2 separate regions of the Mus musculus genome follow, and region 2 is linked to region 1. A link is a contact called in public promoter capture Hi-C data. All regions are on one chromosome and are shown on one strand. Each heading gives the region's core, a stretch centred on a gene start, on an enhancer-like site or on the middle of the called end of the contact. The rest is flanking DNA. Distances are from core to core; before and after follow the strand shown.

Region 1 (7,718 bases), core at 3,506-6,005:
AGCAGGTGGGGGAGGGTAGAAAGGGAGGAAAGAGAGGGTCAAGTGAGATGCCATGGAGATGAGGGAGGAGAAAAAAATAGCTAGGATAACATTACTTAGCAATGAATACTGGATAAATGAAAGAAGCAGAGAGAATCACATAGCCTGTATTTCTAGAATCTTCATATCCTACCAACACTTGAACTGTCAGCCCGTCTATCAGTATTTCCATCAAAAGACAACTGAACTGATAAAAAAACATAACACAATACAAGATGGGTTCTTCTGTACTATGAGAGCAAAACAAAAACCACTCTGATGATAATAATCATAACAGCTCTTCTGCCACAGGCCCTTCCAAGGGAACAGTGCCCTGCCCACAGTGTCTGCTGCATGGCCACTCATGTCCTGTGCCTTGTTTATCTAGGCCCCCGTACTCAGATTATTAAGGCAGATAGGTGAATTTGATTTCAGAGCAGCAGAGGCATGGGCTGTCTGACAAATTTGAGCATGGCCTGGCTCTAGGAGACAAGCTAGACCAATCATATCTTCTATCTGTGGAAGTGCGATTAAGAAAGACAAGAGAATCTGCCAGTTGGCAATCAAGCAGAAACTGCAAAGTTGCCTGGAGGTGAATTTGGGGTATCAGTGAGCCAAAGCCACTTGCATGAAGGAGTCTGGAGGAGTTTGGAGCTATTTGAAGGAAGTTAAGAGGGAAGCCCACTGGGGCAGGCCAAGAGCTGCCGGCCTCTGCTCTCAAAGGGGTTTGTGAGCTCTTCCTGTAAGAGCTGACCTCACACATCATCTCTTTTAGTGCTGGGGTAACCAAAGCATGTCTCTATCCTTGAATTCCCAAAGAGATGGATGAAATGCCCGTTTTGGCTATTTCCATCTCTAGTCCTTAGTTAACAGAAGGACTGGCTGGCAAGCTTGTTCTTTTTTTTTTTTTTTTTTTTTTTTTTTTTTTTTTTTAGCAAAACAAAACAAAACCCCAAAACGATAATTTCCTGGGACAGAACTCTGGAGATTCCAATTAGATAAGAATGACAAATTCCCCTGGTACTTGATGCAAGAGACTGTCTTTGGCATCCACTGGCTTGCTTTATGAACAAGAAGGGGTCCACTAATCCTGTCTTCCTTCAAGTTTTCGTCTCAGCTCTCTTTCTATATCTAAAAACCATCAAAATCCCAAAAGAGCTTTCCTTTAACATAATTTGTATTTTCCTCATATCAAATTTAGAGTATTTAAAGGGTTCATTAAGAACAGTAAACCAATCCCATGTTTTATTGCAGTCATTTTACAAACATCACAAACGGGGCCAGCAGGATGGTTCAGAGGTTAAAAGCATTTCCTGCTACGTCTGACAAACTGAATTTGGTCCTTGGGACCTGCATGGTGGATGGAAAGGATAGATACCAGCAGGCTGTCCTCTGACCTATGTATACTCTCTATGTTGCATACACATTCCCGCCCCTGCAATGCACACACACACTATTTATTAATGTAATAAAATTTAATAAAGGAAAATCCAAGTGACAGAAGCAGCACACATTCCTTGGCTTACAGTTTTGTTGGATGTTTCATACCAAAGGTGGAGAGACTGGGAGAGAGCTTAATTCTGAAGGTTTTAGAGGAGACTCCATCCTTTTTTTTTTTTTTTTTTTTTTTGTAAGATTTATTTATTATTATATGGGATTGCAAACTGGTACAACCACTCTGGAAATCAGTTTGGTGGATCCTCAGAAAATTGGACATAGTACTACTGGAGGATCCAGCAATACCACTCCTGGGCATATATCCAGAAGATGTTCCAACATGTAATAAGGACACATGCTCCACTATGTTCATAGCAACCTTATTTATAATAGCCAGAAGCTAGAAAGAACCCAGATGCCCCTCAACAGAGGAATGGATACAGAAAATGTGGTATATTTACACAATGGAGTACTACTCAGCTATTAAAAACAATGAATTTATGGAATTCTTAGGCAAGTGGATGGATCTGGAGGATATTATCCTGAGTAAGGTAACCCAATCACAAAAGAACTCATATGATATGCACTCACTGATAAGTGGATATTAGCCCAGAAGCTCGGAATACCCAAGATACAATTCACAAAACACATGAAACTCAAGAAGAGGGAAGACCAAAGTGTGGATACTTCTTTAGACCTTCTTAGAAGGGGGAACAAAATCCCCATGGAAGGAGTTACAGAGACAAAGTTCAGAGCAGAGACTGAAGGAACGACCATCCAGAGACTTCCCCCACCTGGGGATCCAACACATAGACAACCACCAAAACCAGATATTATTGTGGATGCCAACAAGAGCTTGCTGATAGGAATCTGATATAGCTGTCTCCTGAGAGGCTCTGCCAGTGCCTGACAAATATAGAAGTGGATGCTCACAGCCATCCATTGGATGAAGCACAGGGTCCCCAATGAAGGAGCTAGAGAATGTACCCAGGGAGCTGAAGGAAATTTGCAGCCCCATAGGAGGAACAACAATATGAACTAACCAGTATCTCTAGAGTTTCCTGGGACTGAATCACCAACCAAAGAAAACACATGGTAGGACTCATGGCTCTAGCTGCATATGTAGCAGAGGATGGCCTAGTCAGTCATCAATGGGAGGAGAAGCCCTTGGTCCTGTGAAAGTTCTATAGGGGACTGCCATGGCCAGGAAGCAGGAGTAGGTGGGTTAGTGAGCAGGGGGAGAAGGTAAGGGATGGGGGTCTTCAGAGTGGAAGCTAGGAATGATGATAACATTTGAAATGTAAATAAAGAAAATAGCTAATTAAAAAAAGATTTATTTATTGTTTTATCTAAGTACACTGTACCTTCCAGACCTTCCAGAAGAGGGCATCAGATCTCATTATGGATGGTTGTGAGCCACCATGTGGTTTGAACTCAGGACATTCAGAAGAGCAGTTAGTACTCTTAACTGCTGAGCCATCTCTCCAGCCTCGAAGACTCCATCCTTGATTTCTCTTCCAGCTGTGGTACTCTGAGGCGTTCGTCCCCTTCTAGATGCCAGTATCTTCGTGTCAATTTAGTATCTAAAGTGGTTTCTATAAGGACATCACTCATCCAGGATTAAGAGTGACTCAAATAACTTGATCCTATATAAAATCTATTTTAAAATAAGGTCCTGTTCACAGGGTGCTATTTACATATCTTTTTGGGAATACAGTTTGGTGTGTAATACCTGCTCATGCATACTTTTGTAAAGAATAATTCTAGTTTTCAAAACAAATTTAGTGAGAAGATAAATATTGCTTTACATTTTATAAATCTCTTTAACACGTGGCTTAATAGAATCAAATTAAGTTATCTTCTCAATCTGCGGGAACAATGTTGCTTTGTTTGAAGCCTCTATAGACAATGTAGTCTTTTAAAACTGATCCTAGCAGATATTTCTGCTAAGGGTAGAACATTTTTTGGCTCTAATCTATGGCTTGGCAAGTAGTAGTTTCTTTCTTTCTTTGTCATTTTTTAAAAAGATGTCTCATTTATGTATGTATTATGTACTTATTATGTATGTATTATTTAGCCATGCATGGTGATGGGCGTCTTTAATCCCAGCACTTAGGAGGCAGAGACAGTGCTGTGTGAGTTCAAGGCCAACCTGGTCTACACAATGAGTTCTAGTATAGTCAGGACTGTCACACAGAGAAACCCTGCCTCAAAAACCAACCAACCAACCAACCAACCAACCAACCAACCAACCAACCAACCAACCAACCAAATAAACGTTGTTTAGGTTTGTGGATTTCATGCTTGAGTATGTGATATTTCTGTTTTTCAACCCCCTTCACGCCCCTCCAACTCTTCCTGTGCCCCCACACCTTCTTGAATTCAGTAATTTCTTACAAGTTATCATTATATGGAATTTGAATCTTTATTTGTTTGTCTTGGTTTTGAGGCAAGGGTCACTATGCATCCTTGGCTAGCCTGAGCTCACTGTCTCTTGGTTTTGAGGCAAGGGTCACTATGCATCCTTGGCTAGCCTGAGCTCACTGTCTAGAACAGGCTGACCAGAAGCTCATCAAGTTCTGCCTGCTCTACCCTTTCAGGTACTGGGGCTAAAGAGATGCTCTAGCCTGTCAATGGATTCCTCTTCTGTTGAATCAAAAGCCACCAGTGTCTTTTGCAATTTGAATGACTCATCTACCAATGCATAATTACATCCCATTTTGCAATGGTCATTTAAAAAACTGGCTCCCTGAGTTATATAGCTTTCCCAAACACACTGTAGGAAGCTTCACTGCATCCTTATAAAACAATGAGAAGCAAAAAGCAGAGCAGCTTAGTACTTACATGAAAAGCCTTCTTATGTTATACATAATTATACATAAGAGGGTCTCAGGGACACTTTTGGGTCCTCAGATCGCGCGTGTGTGTGTGTGTGTGTGTGTGTGTGTGTGTGTGTGTGTGTGCATCCACACATGTATACAGGTGCACTTGCATGCATGTGCTTGGGGGATGACAGAGGTCAACTTTGGGTATCTTCCACTACCATGCACCACCTTGTTTTTGAGATAGGAAGTCACACTAAAACTTAGCACTCACTGATCGGGTAGATTCACTGGCCAATGGAGTATGTGTGCCAGCTATGATATGCGCCCTCCATTTTCTCCATAAGGGTGTCCGGGTACTGCTGCACACCAAGCTCGAGGAGGATGAGTCAGAATCCGGAAGGGGTGAGGTCTGCAGGATCCCTGTCCAACTGGGAGTGAGTGCTGGTGGTTGGAGGAAAGACCTTCTCCAAGGATTTTAATGAAACTGCTCTTAGATGATCTTAGCTTGTGTGCATACACTTTTTTCAGGGTGGACAAGAGCTGTATATGAACCTTAGAAAGTAGGAAGGAGTTTTCAGGCTGATTGTAAAAACATTGGCTAATGTTTAACATATTTTGAAAGCCGAGTGCTTGTGTGGAAAGGCACTCCAGAAATCCCAGGTACTTGCTGGGTGGGTTCTTATAGGGAAACAGGAAGTTGAACTTGTTGGTTTGCCAAGGACTACTTGATCTTCCCTAGGTAGAAGGTAATGGGGGGGGGGGCGGAGGGGTTGGGCCCCGAGACATGGTCAGGGAAGAAGAAGCCCTGCTGGTAAAGGGACTCTTCCATTTTGGGCCAAGCTTAGAAGAGCTCTCTGGACATGATAGAGTATAACCTTAATTAGCAGGTTTTCCTGACAGCCAGAGAGCCCCCAATATCTTTCTGGGTCTGCCTCCCCAGCACTTGGTAATAAATAGGCACATACTATTGTGCCCAGCTTTTTACATGGATTCCAGGAATCCAAGTTGGGGTTTTTATTCTTGCATGGCAAACACTTTATACCCATGGAGCCACCTTCCTAGGCCCCTGGACCACACTTAGAAGATTAATGTTCTAATCCATCTTTGCTTGGGGAGATTCTATAAACGTGTAAACTTCAAGTTCTACATTAAGACTCATCTTCTCTATAATGTCGTGACTCATGCCCCCAGGTAGGTGGCTCTATTGGTGCTCACATTATTTTGCTGTTTTATCTTTAAGTTGTCTTTGAAGTCCTAGGTATTGAATGGAGGCCTTGCCCATGCTAGGCAAGTGACACTGCTAAAGCCGACGTTTATCCACAGCCCAGTGGACACACTTTATAGTACTGTCTCCTCGGAATCTCCTGGGATTGGTCCTCAGTCACATTTTTACCTTTAGGGAAAGAAGACAGTACCTTGGCACAAATTCTTTCTTATGTGAGATAAGTCAAATTGGTTATGCAGGTTCCATATTGAATAGCTTGTAGCCAGGCAGTGGTGGCACACATCTTTAATCCCAGTACTTGGGAGACGGAGGCAGGCAGACAGCAGGCAGGCAGGCAGGTCTCTGAGTTCCAAGCCAGTTTGGTCTACAGAGTTCTAGGACAGATAGGACTATACAGAGCAACCCTGTCTTAAAAACAAAAACTAACCAAAATAGCTTATAAACATCAAGGGGCCCAGCGACTTCTAATGTTTATCATAATGTAAGCTTTCATCAGTTTTTATCAGTTTAGAACAACATTCTGCCTTCTTTACCCCATGAACAAAAAAAAAATAGTTTATAAAATAACAAGGCTCATAGACTTTATGCCTCTACTTAATGTGTGCATGGGAGGGTAGGGGTGAGAAATGACCAGAAGTTGATGTTTGGTGTCTTCTTTAATTTCTCTCAACCTCACTTTTGAGATGGGGTGTTTTGCTGATCCTGGAGCCCATTAATTTGATCAGTAAGCCCCAGGCATCTTCCTGTCTCTGCATCTCTAGCTATGGGATTACAGGCGCATGGCCCTGTGCCCATTTGTTTATTATGTTACCATGGGCACCAGGAAGCCAAACACAGGCCCTGTCCCTTGCATAGCCAGGTCTTTACTAAGTGAACTATCTTCCCAACTCATATCTCTGTTTTAGGAGTACTATTCCCTCTACTCAGAATGCTGGCAAACTTCTATACCCTTTTGATGACGGTGATCAAGTGATGCTATTCTTGACCTCACAGAGACGCCTTTTATCTCCTCAGCAGTGTGCTTTGTGTTTCATAGCTACATGAGTGGAGAAGAATGCAGCATGGTGAATGGGTTTATTGCAGGAGATGATGGTTTGCTTATACTTTGCATCAAACTCCATGAGTTTTCAGGGACAGAGTTCATGTGCCATTTATATAAAACAGGGGTGTTAGTTGGTGGAAGAGCCTGAACTTTAAGACTCATCCATCCCATAATCAGCTTCCAAACGCTGACACCATTGCATACACTAGAAAGATTTTGCTGAAAGAACCCAGATAGAGCTGTCTCTTGTGAGACTAAGCCGGGGCCTAGAAAACACAGAAGTGGATGCTCACAGTCAGCTATTGGATGGATCACAGGGCTCCCAATGGAGGAGCTAGAGAAAGTACCCAAGGAGCTAAAGGGATCTGCAACCCTATAGGTGGAACAACATTATGAACTAAGCAGTACCCCCGGAGCTCTTGACTCTAGCTGCATATGTATCAAAAGATGGCCTAGTCAGCCATCAGTGGAAAGAGAGGCCCATTAGTCGTGCAAACTTTATATGCCTCAGTACAGGGGAACGACAGGGCCAAGAAGTGGGCGTGGGTGGGTGGGGGAGCGTGTGGGGGACTTTTGGGATAGCATTGGAAATGTAAATGAAATAAATACCCAATTTAAAAAAAAGGAAAAAAAAGACTCTTCCATCCATAAGACATAGACATAGAGCAACCAGGGCTACGCCGGGGAACCACATACTCTGTTTTCACCTCTCTCTCCAGCTCAGCCTTCTCCGTGAGGGGGGAATTGCACCTCTCACTATTGCTCCTGGGACCATATCTTACCCCACTGCCCTTCATGAGGAATAGAGTGTGCTTTCAACAGTGGTCAGAGCTCAGTTAGATGCCTTTCTTTTAGATCCAATTGTCCAATTCCTAGAGCTAGCTGGAGCCAGGGCAGTGAAGAACTGCAACTGACTTCACTTAGCTCAGAGGCTGATCTCAGAGGCAATCACTATGGCCAGGGAAGAGATTCAGGAAGGATTGAGGCGATACTTAGATTCTAATGAACACAGCAGGGAAAGCAGCGGACAGAAACAGAGCCCCCAAACATGTCAGGTGATATTTGCAGGAGAGAGGTGGGGGAGGTTTGTCCCAGACAGACTAATCACCAAATGCCCCTGTTGATAACTGTCTGGTGTGTCTTTACAAAAATTCCCCGTGAGAACATTTGA
Region 2 (7,718 bases), core at 3,616-6,115, 510 kb before region 1:
TGAGTGGCCTTCGACACCACCTGAGGCTATGATGATGGCTCGGCCTGAGCTGCCACTGAGGAACATGTCTGTGCCCATAGCCCTGCAGCAGTGAGGTCTGTGTGACATCCATGACCTATGTTACCACCAAAGGCCATGCAGTTTTCCCTGCTCTGGACTGCCACCTCCAGCCACGTTGATGAACCAGGGCTGTGCAGATCTGGCCCTGAAGGCACGAAAGCCGGTGTGATGGCCCCACCCCTCACCAGCTGCAGCACATTGAAGAGCAGGTCCTGAACTTTGCCGGATAGCACAGTAGAGCTGGCCCTGGTGGAGTGGGCAACAGAGAGTTGGGGCCATGAGAGCGGCCCCCTTGCTGGCTGTTGCACTTGGGTAAGCTTGCCTAGCCGGCCCTGCCCCTCACCTGGGCAGTGCTGGAAAGCAAAGGAAAGCAGTCTGGCTGGGCAACTCAGTGACTACACAGGCCCAGATCCAGGACACTGAGTTTGCCCAGCCCAGCATCTACCCCAGGTATGAACTGTTGGAGCACATGAAGGGTCTGGTACTCCAGAATCAAAGCTACAGGATCTCCACAACACAGGGCAACAACAGAATATCTGAGAGGAGTCCCCGTGAGGACCCAGTCCTGACAGTGTAGCCAGACCAATAAGTCACTGCAATGAACCTTTGCAAGAAAAGCTGTTTGGAGCCGGGCGTGGTGGTGCACGCCTTTAACCCCAGCACTTGGGAGGCAGAGGCAGGCAGATTTCTGAGATCGAGGCCAGCCTGGTCTACAAAATGAATTACAGGACAGCAAAGGCTACACAGAGAAACCCTGTCTCAAAAAAGAAAAAAAAAAAAAGCTGTTTAATGAAAGTGTGTGTGTGTGTGTGTGTGTGACACACACTGTGACACACACACACCTCAGCTTCCATGGTGAAATTTTTTGTTTGTTTGTTTGTTTTCTTTTGGGGAAGAAGTTGCAAGGGCAAAGGGTGGGTATAAAGGGACTGGGAGATGAGTGGGATTGCGGGCCATGATGTGAAATGTACAAAGAATAAAACGTTAAAAAAAAAAGAAAGAAAGAACATAACTTGGGAACCCAGAGAAGTGACCTGTTGGAATCCAAATATAAGAATGAATCTCAAAATGGTATGTGGAAAAGATAAATTTTTAAAGCTTTTTTAAACAAAATATTAGAAAAAAAAAAGGCAAAATATTAAATGATTGGAAAACAAAGTCAAGTGTGGTAGCTCGGGCCTGCAATCCTAGCACTGAAGTAGAAGGATTGCCATGAGTTCAAAGCTAACCTGGGCTAGAGTGAAGCCTTATCTCTAAAACCTAAATAAAACAACAACAACAACAACAACAAAAACCACACACAAAGAAACAAAATCAGGCTAAGAAAAAGAAAGAAACCAAGACAGTTGGTTTGTGGAAATCCACCTCCTATTCTCTGCCCTTCTGTGTCTAAAAATGAAATCTACCTGCATGTAGCATACATCCTCTGAGACCTCCCACCAAGCTAAGTGACCCTGTGCAATGCTTTCCTCATTGTGAGTGAGACGAGGAAGGAACCCTTACTGGACTGCTAAGGAGATGACATGAGTGTATACTTCCAGGGACACGTGGAGGGTAGCTTCTATTTGGGTGATGGGGTAGAAATAATCCTAGGACACACCCTCTTGGGTATCTGGGTATCACTGGCCAGGCAGCTGCTGGGGGCTCCTTCCCTAAACTTGCACACTAGGATGCTGACACAGACATCTACAACTGCAGACATTTACAAATACAATCCATGCCATGAACGAAAAGGACTGTGGGCTCTCTGAGATCTGGGTTAGAAAGTGAGGCCACCAAAGCAGGCACACAGTGGCTGAGCCAGGGACATTGGATAGAACACTCGTGTTGCCTCCAGCTTCTCCACTTACTATACTAGCCTTGTGATACAGAGTAATTTACTTCGTCTCTCAGCTCCGCCATCTGTACAGACAGGAGAAAGAGTCCTTGACATGCTCTAACTATAAGGAGGGTGTGGGTAATAACAGAAGGTGCTTGGGGGCCATTGGCAGTACTGAATGCTGGATATAGTGTCCTCGGGGTCTTCCTTGGTCCTCAGTCCAGAGAAGAATGAACTGCACCGTCACCACTCAGCCTCTGAGTTTGGTCTGTGAGGCCCTAATGAGTTAGTTAGTGCTCTGAATCACCTTTTCATAAACCCTTGCTGCACACTTGAAGAGTTTTGCCTCTGTTTTTGTTTTTATATGTCTGAGTAAAGGCTGCAATCCAAGACAAACGAGCTAGAAATACTAGGGCTGGAGCCTGGGCATCAGAGTGTTAAAAAAGCTCCTTCAATGATAGTGGTGGCTAAAGCCCTTAATCCCAGCACTCAGGAGGCATAGGCAGGTGGACCTCTGAGTTCAAGGCTAGCCTGGTCTACAGCAAGAGTTCAAGGGTAGCCAGGGTTACACAGAGAAACCCTGTCTCAAAAAAAAAAAAAAAAAAAAAAAGATGAAGAGTAGGAGGAGGAGGAGGAAGGTGAAGGAGGAGGAAGAGGAGGATAACTAAGAAGAAGCAGTAGCTGCAGCAGCCCAGCTCCTTCAGTGGTCCTTATATACAGTCATGGCTGAGACACTGTAAGTGCACTGAACACATGAAACTGCTTCCAACATGCAAAACTCTGCAATGCAATGACTGTTGTTATTATTACTTAGCCCCACAGGTGTGCGACTCTGACTTGGCCCATATGGGCCATTTCTGCTTCTCTGCAAAGTTTAAGCATAGAAGTTCATAGTTATTCCTCTCTTCTCGTTGTGTGTCACCACCTTTCTCCACGAGCATGACACACTCAGGACAAGCTTCCTCCAAGTGCTGTCCAGCTATCTGGATCCTATACTGTCACTTCGTGGGCTTAGCCTTACTCCAGAACACACCCCAGGGTGAATTATTTCCAAACAGAAGGCGCTCGAATCCAACCCAAACATGTAGTTGGGTCTAGGCAGAAAAGCCCGGGAGCGAAGGCAACCCGAAAATAGAAAACTAACAATAGCTCTTTGTCCTGATGTCAAGATGGCAAAGTTTTAATACCTAGGGGCATTACTTACTCATTATGAGTTGAGGGATCCAGAAATGAATTGGCAGCCATTGAGAGACTAAAATGAAACTTTGTATAGCACCCACTTTCTAGATGGGACCATCACTACATTTGGGAGACCATAGTTGCCCCCAATTTACCCAGCTGTATATTGAAAAGCTGTATATTGTCTTCCATTGTAAGTAAGACAAACCTCGCTTTAGAAACAAAATAGTACGGGCCAGTCATAGTTGCACATGTCTTTAATCCCAACACTTGCCTTGCAAAGGCAGGCAGATCTATGAGTTCTAGGCCAGCATAAAGAGTTCTACAGAGCAAGTTCTTCTGGGACAGCCAGGGCTACATAGAGGAAATATGAGAGAGAGGGGGGGGAGGGGGAAGAGGGGGAGAGAGGGAGAGAGAGAGAGAGAGAGAGAGAGAGAGAAAGGGGGAGGGGGAAAGGGGGAAGAGGGGGAGAGAGGGAGAGAGAGAGAGAGAGAGGGAGAGAAAGGGGGAGGGGGAAAGGGGGAAAAGGGGGAGAGAGGGAGAGAGAAAGGGGGAGGGGGAAAGGGGGAAGAGGGGGAGAGAGGGAGAGAGGGAGAGAGGGAGAGAGGGAGAGAGGGAGAGAGGGAGAGAGGGAGAGAGGGAGAGAGGGAGAGAGGGAGAGAGGGAGAGAGGGAGAGAGGGAGAGGAATCCAAAGCAGGGAGTCCCACAGTAGGTGAACACTGTCTGACCAGGCAGACCCAGGAACCAGAGGCTGTGCGCAGTAGGGTAGGGACTGTGTCTGGTGAGTGTTTGGCACGGCGGAGCTCTTACCGAGCAGGAGGAAGGACAGGACCCACTGCAGCACCGCAGCGGTCTGTAGGCACCGTGCCAGCGGGGTGTTGAGTGGCGCGAACTCGACCATCATGGTTCTACCCGGAGGACTCCTTTCGCAGGATTTGTGGTACTGCTACCGACTGGGAGGCCGAGGCTCCAGCTGGCCGGAAAGGAACCAATTCGCCCTGGGGCAGGAGGTGAGGGAGGGTGCGCGGCGTTGAGGCGGGGTGCTGGGGATCACTAATCACAGCTTGAGGCAGAACCCTGGTCACTCGTGGGAGAGGTCAGCCTGCCTGCCCAATCGCTAGGGCCTGGGCCTCCACCCGTATTTGACCATTGTTCATCTGATAGACCGCCTAGCACTCAGCTCCAGCATCCACCCATAAACCCACCTCATCCTCTGAAGCCAAGAATTGGGGAGTGGGTAGTTTGGTTAGTTCTTTGAGGTCCAGCACTAGCTGGAGGAAAGTGTGGGACTTGCGTTTATTAGTGTGGGTCTCCACACTACCCCCCCCCCCAAGGTGTGTGCGTATGCGAGTGCACGCACGGGTCTCTCTTTTTGTGTTTTCTTTTGTGTCCTAAAATTCCTACACAAATCCTGGATGATTTCCTTTCATTCATTCTCTTAACCCATATATACTGAAAGCCCACCAAATCTCCATTATCTTGTGAGAAAATGACCTTTTTGGGGGGGGGGCAGGAAAAAATCTAAGCAAACTAACCATACAACTGAATAGTATACAATTACAAGACCCTATTATAAACGCTAGAGTGAAAGAGTTAGAATCCGGTGGGACAACTTCTTGTGCCTGTTTCTTTCTCAGCGTTTACCTGCATAGTTTTCTTAAATGTGTGCACAGCAGCATGTGGAGAGACCAGAAGTGAACCTCAGATATGTTTCTCAATACTATCTTAGCCCTCGACTTTGGTTTTTGAGATAGAGTCAACGGAGCTTGGGACTCACCCAATTAGGCTGCTCTGGCAAAAGCTCCCAAAAGCTCTGGGCGTGCTCTGGTATTACCTCACCAGCCTGACTTTTTACCTGAATTCTGGACATCAGATTCAGATTTTTCACGCTTGCAAGCATTTTAACAGTTGAGCTGTCTTTCCAGCCCTTGAGTTTTAAATGATTGCTTTAATTAACTGAAGAGGTCTACAGGCAAAGGGAAATGTGTGTGCAAAGGTCTTCCTAAGAAAAGGGGAAGGGCACCATTTGTAACTTCTTGGCAAAACTGTTTTTGTTTGTTTGTTTGTTTTAGTTTTGTTTTTCTGGTCGAAGAGGTACTTTCTTCTTTCTTAGAGTTCTTTCTGAGCCACCCTCCATGCTAGGTGGGAGATTCTGTGATTGAATATTATGTCACACACTGTGACAGTCTCTTGCCAGGTATGCCCTGACTCCATAGCAACACTTCGAAGTATTCATGCCAATTTGGAGCTAGGGAAATTGGGACTCAAAGTAGAGGCCAGCCTGGGCTACCAGACCCTGTCTCAACAATTAAAACAACCTACACACACACACACACACACACACAGATAGAGAGACAGAGACAGACAGAGAGGAGAGAGAGAGGAGAGGAGAGGAGAGGAGAGGAGAGGAGAGGAGAGGAGAGGAGAGGAGAGGAGAGGAGAGGAGAGGAGAGGCCAGGCGAGGAGAGGCCAGGCGAGGCCAGGTGAGGCCAGGCGAGGTGAGGGGACGGGAGGGGAGCGGAGAGGGGAGGGGAGCGGAGAGAGAGAGGGGAGGAGGAGAGGAGAGGAGAGGGGAGGGGAAGGGAGGGGAGGGGAGGGGAGAGAGAGAGGAGGAGGGGAGGGGAGAGAGAGAGGAGGAGGGGAGGGGAGAGAGAGAGGAGGAGGAGAGGAAAGGAGAGGAGAGGAGAGGAGAGGAGAGGAGAGGAGAGGAGAGGAGAGGAGAGGAGAGGAGAGGAGAGGAGAGGAGAGGAGAAAAGAGGCGAGAAGAGGAGAGAAGGAGAAGAGCTGTAATTGTAGGTAAGTGCTGAAGACTCTGTCTTGTCCTTTCCTGGAAGCTAGGCAGAACAGAGATGAAATGAAATTCAGATGAAAGATACAAATGGTAGGATATGCAGAACACCTAAAACCCTTGGTCCTAACCACTTAGAATGTTATTGATGATGCATTTGTCACCTCACAGAAAGCAGCTAGTAAAGAACAATTGAATCTTTTGTTGGAGGTGGAGGACTGGCTTGAGAGAGGGACTCCTGTTGCTCAGGTGAGCTGCATTCCATATGTTAATGAACTTGATCTCGTGACCCACCTCCCTAAGGGGCTTACAGGCAGGCAACATCAGGATCAGCAAGAACCATCGTGTTTTAAAAGACTTATTTACTTTTATATGTGTAGGGTTTTTTTCTATTTTGATTTTATGTGTATGGGTGATCTGTCTGTCTGTCTGTGTACTACATGTATGTCTGGGTGCCCACAGAGGCCAGAAGAGGTATTGGATCCCTGGAACTTGAGTTACAGACAGTTGTGAACTGTTATATGGCTACTGGATATTGGGCATGAACGAAGAGCAAGCTGTTCTCCCGCCCAAACACATATCACAGTCCGTTGAAGTCATTCTCTGACCCAACAGGGGGTCAATTCACTGACCTATCATCATCTCATCATTTTATTGTTTTGATTTTTTTTTTTTTTTTTTTTTTTGAGACAGCGTCTCATTATGTAGCCTTGCTGGCCTGGAACTCATTTTGTAGACCAGAGTCAATTTGAACTCACAGAGATCCATCTGTCTCTGCCTCGTATGTGCTAGGTCTAAAGGCATGCACCACCACAGCCAGCTCCATCTTCATTTACCTCATTTGATCAACAGCTGAATCCTTTCCTCAACCCTTGGGCATTCAGTGTGTGACCATGTGTGGATATAGACTGTGTGGCCACTAGACTTGGGCAATCACTGGCTTGAAAGGATGAGAAAGTTTAACTCTTTAGATTCTTATTGTTTCCTATCAGTCGTCTTGATCTCTAAAAATTAAAAAAAAACTAACAGGAAGCCACCAATGGTGGTACTTGCCTGTAATTCCTGCACTTGGGAGATGAAAGTTAAATCTCAAACTGTGGGACAACTAGCTGAAGTGCTTAGTTAACATATCAAAGCAGAAACCTGGCCGCCTGGTATTCCCAGCATCCCTTAGTTCCAACCTGATACAGGGTATGGCTGGCATACCTTGCCCTCTACTCTGAATTCTCCTGGCCAGGAGTTGGACTGCTGTTTCCCAAGAGATTCTTTCCTATATATATATAATGCAGCCATTTTGGTTACTCATCCCTCTTTTACTTTTGGCCATCTTGGCTACTGATCCTACCCACCCACCCACCCACCTCCTGCCTCCCATCTTCTCACAGGGTTCAGGGTCATGTCTACTCCAGACTCTCCCAGGTGTCTCTGCCTCTGCCTCTGCCTCTGCCTCTGGCACTTACCTACAATAAGAGCTCCTCTCCTCTCCTCTCCTCTCCTCTCCTCTCCTCTCCTCTCCTCTCCTCTCCTCTCCTCTCCTCTCCTCTTCTCTCCTCTCCTCTCCTCTCCTCTTCCCCCCTCTCTCTTTTTGTGCGAATATCAGTTTTATTTTTCCTAATTGATGTAATAGACAGCTTCCTTTAACATCAAATTTTTACACAACAGCCAGGAAGCAAAACCAGCTCTGAAGAAGTGAAACATGCAAGATGACAATGATTTTAATTAATTTTTTAAAGCATGGGAAATGGACCATTCAGGGGCAGTGAGGGCATAGGAACTATAGCAACTAGATTTTACAGTGGGACACAGAGATTGGGCCTAATTGACTCCAATAAGACAAGTAGATATTTATAATTGAGGGGATAGTGTTGAAA

Evidence for each region. Promoter capture Hi-C pulls out the DNA fragments that hold promoters and counts their contacts.
Region 2: a promoter capture Hi-C map of the 3T3-L1 cell line shows a contact between it and region 1, with 4 times the contacts expected there. The contact joins the promoter of Mogat1 here to the enhancer-like site in region 1. A contact is called at or near these places in 4 of 39 promoter capture datasets (the 3T3-L1 cell line, the C10 cell line, hippocampal neurons and 1 more).

Annotation. Positions count from the first base shown.
Region 1 is chr1:77,996,163-78,003,880 of GRCm38.p6, reverse strand. No RefSeq gene overlaps it. Among named protein-coding and RNA genes, the nearest start is that of Gm26263, 100 kb to the right of the region's middle. Within about 2 kb of position 4,755, at least 1 of the 459 cell types and tissues checked has an H3K27ac peak or open chromatin away from gene starts, as enhancers often do.
Region 2 is chr1:78,508,207-78,515,924 of GRCm38.p6, reverse strand. It overlaps Mogat1 (monoacylglycerol O-acyltransferase 1), which reads right to left and starts at 4,865. Exons shown (of 7, transcript NM_026713.3): 1 at 4,837-4,865; 2 at 3,870-4,057. The coding sequence starts at 3,963.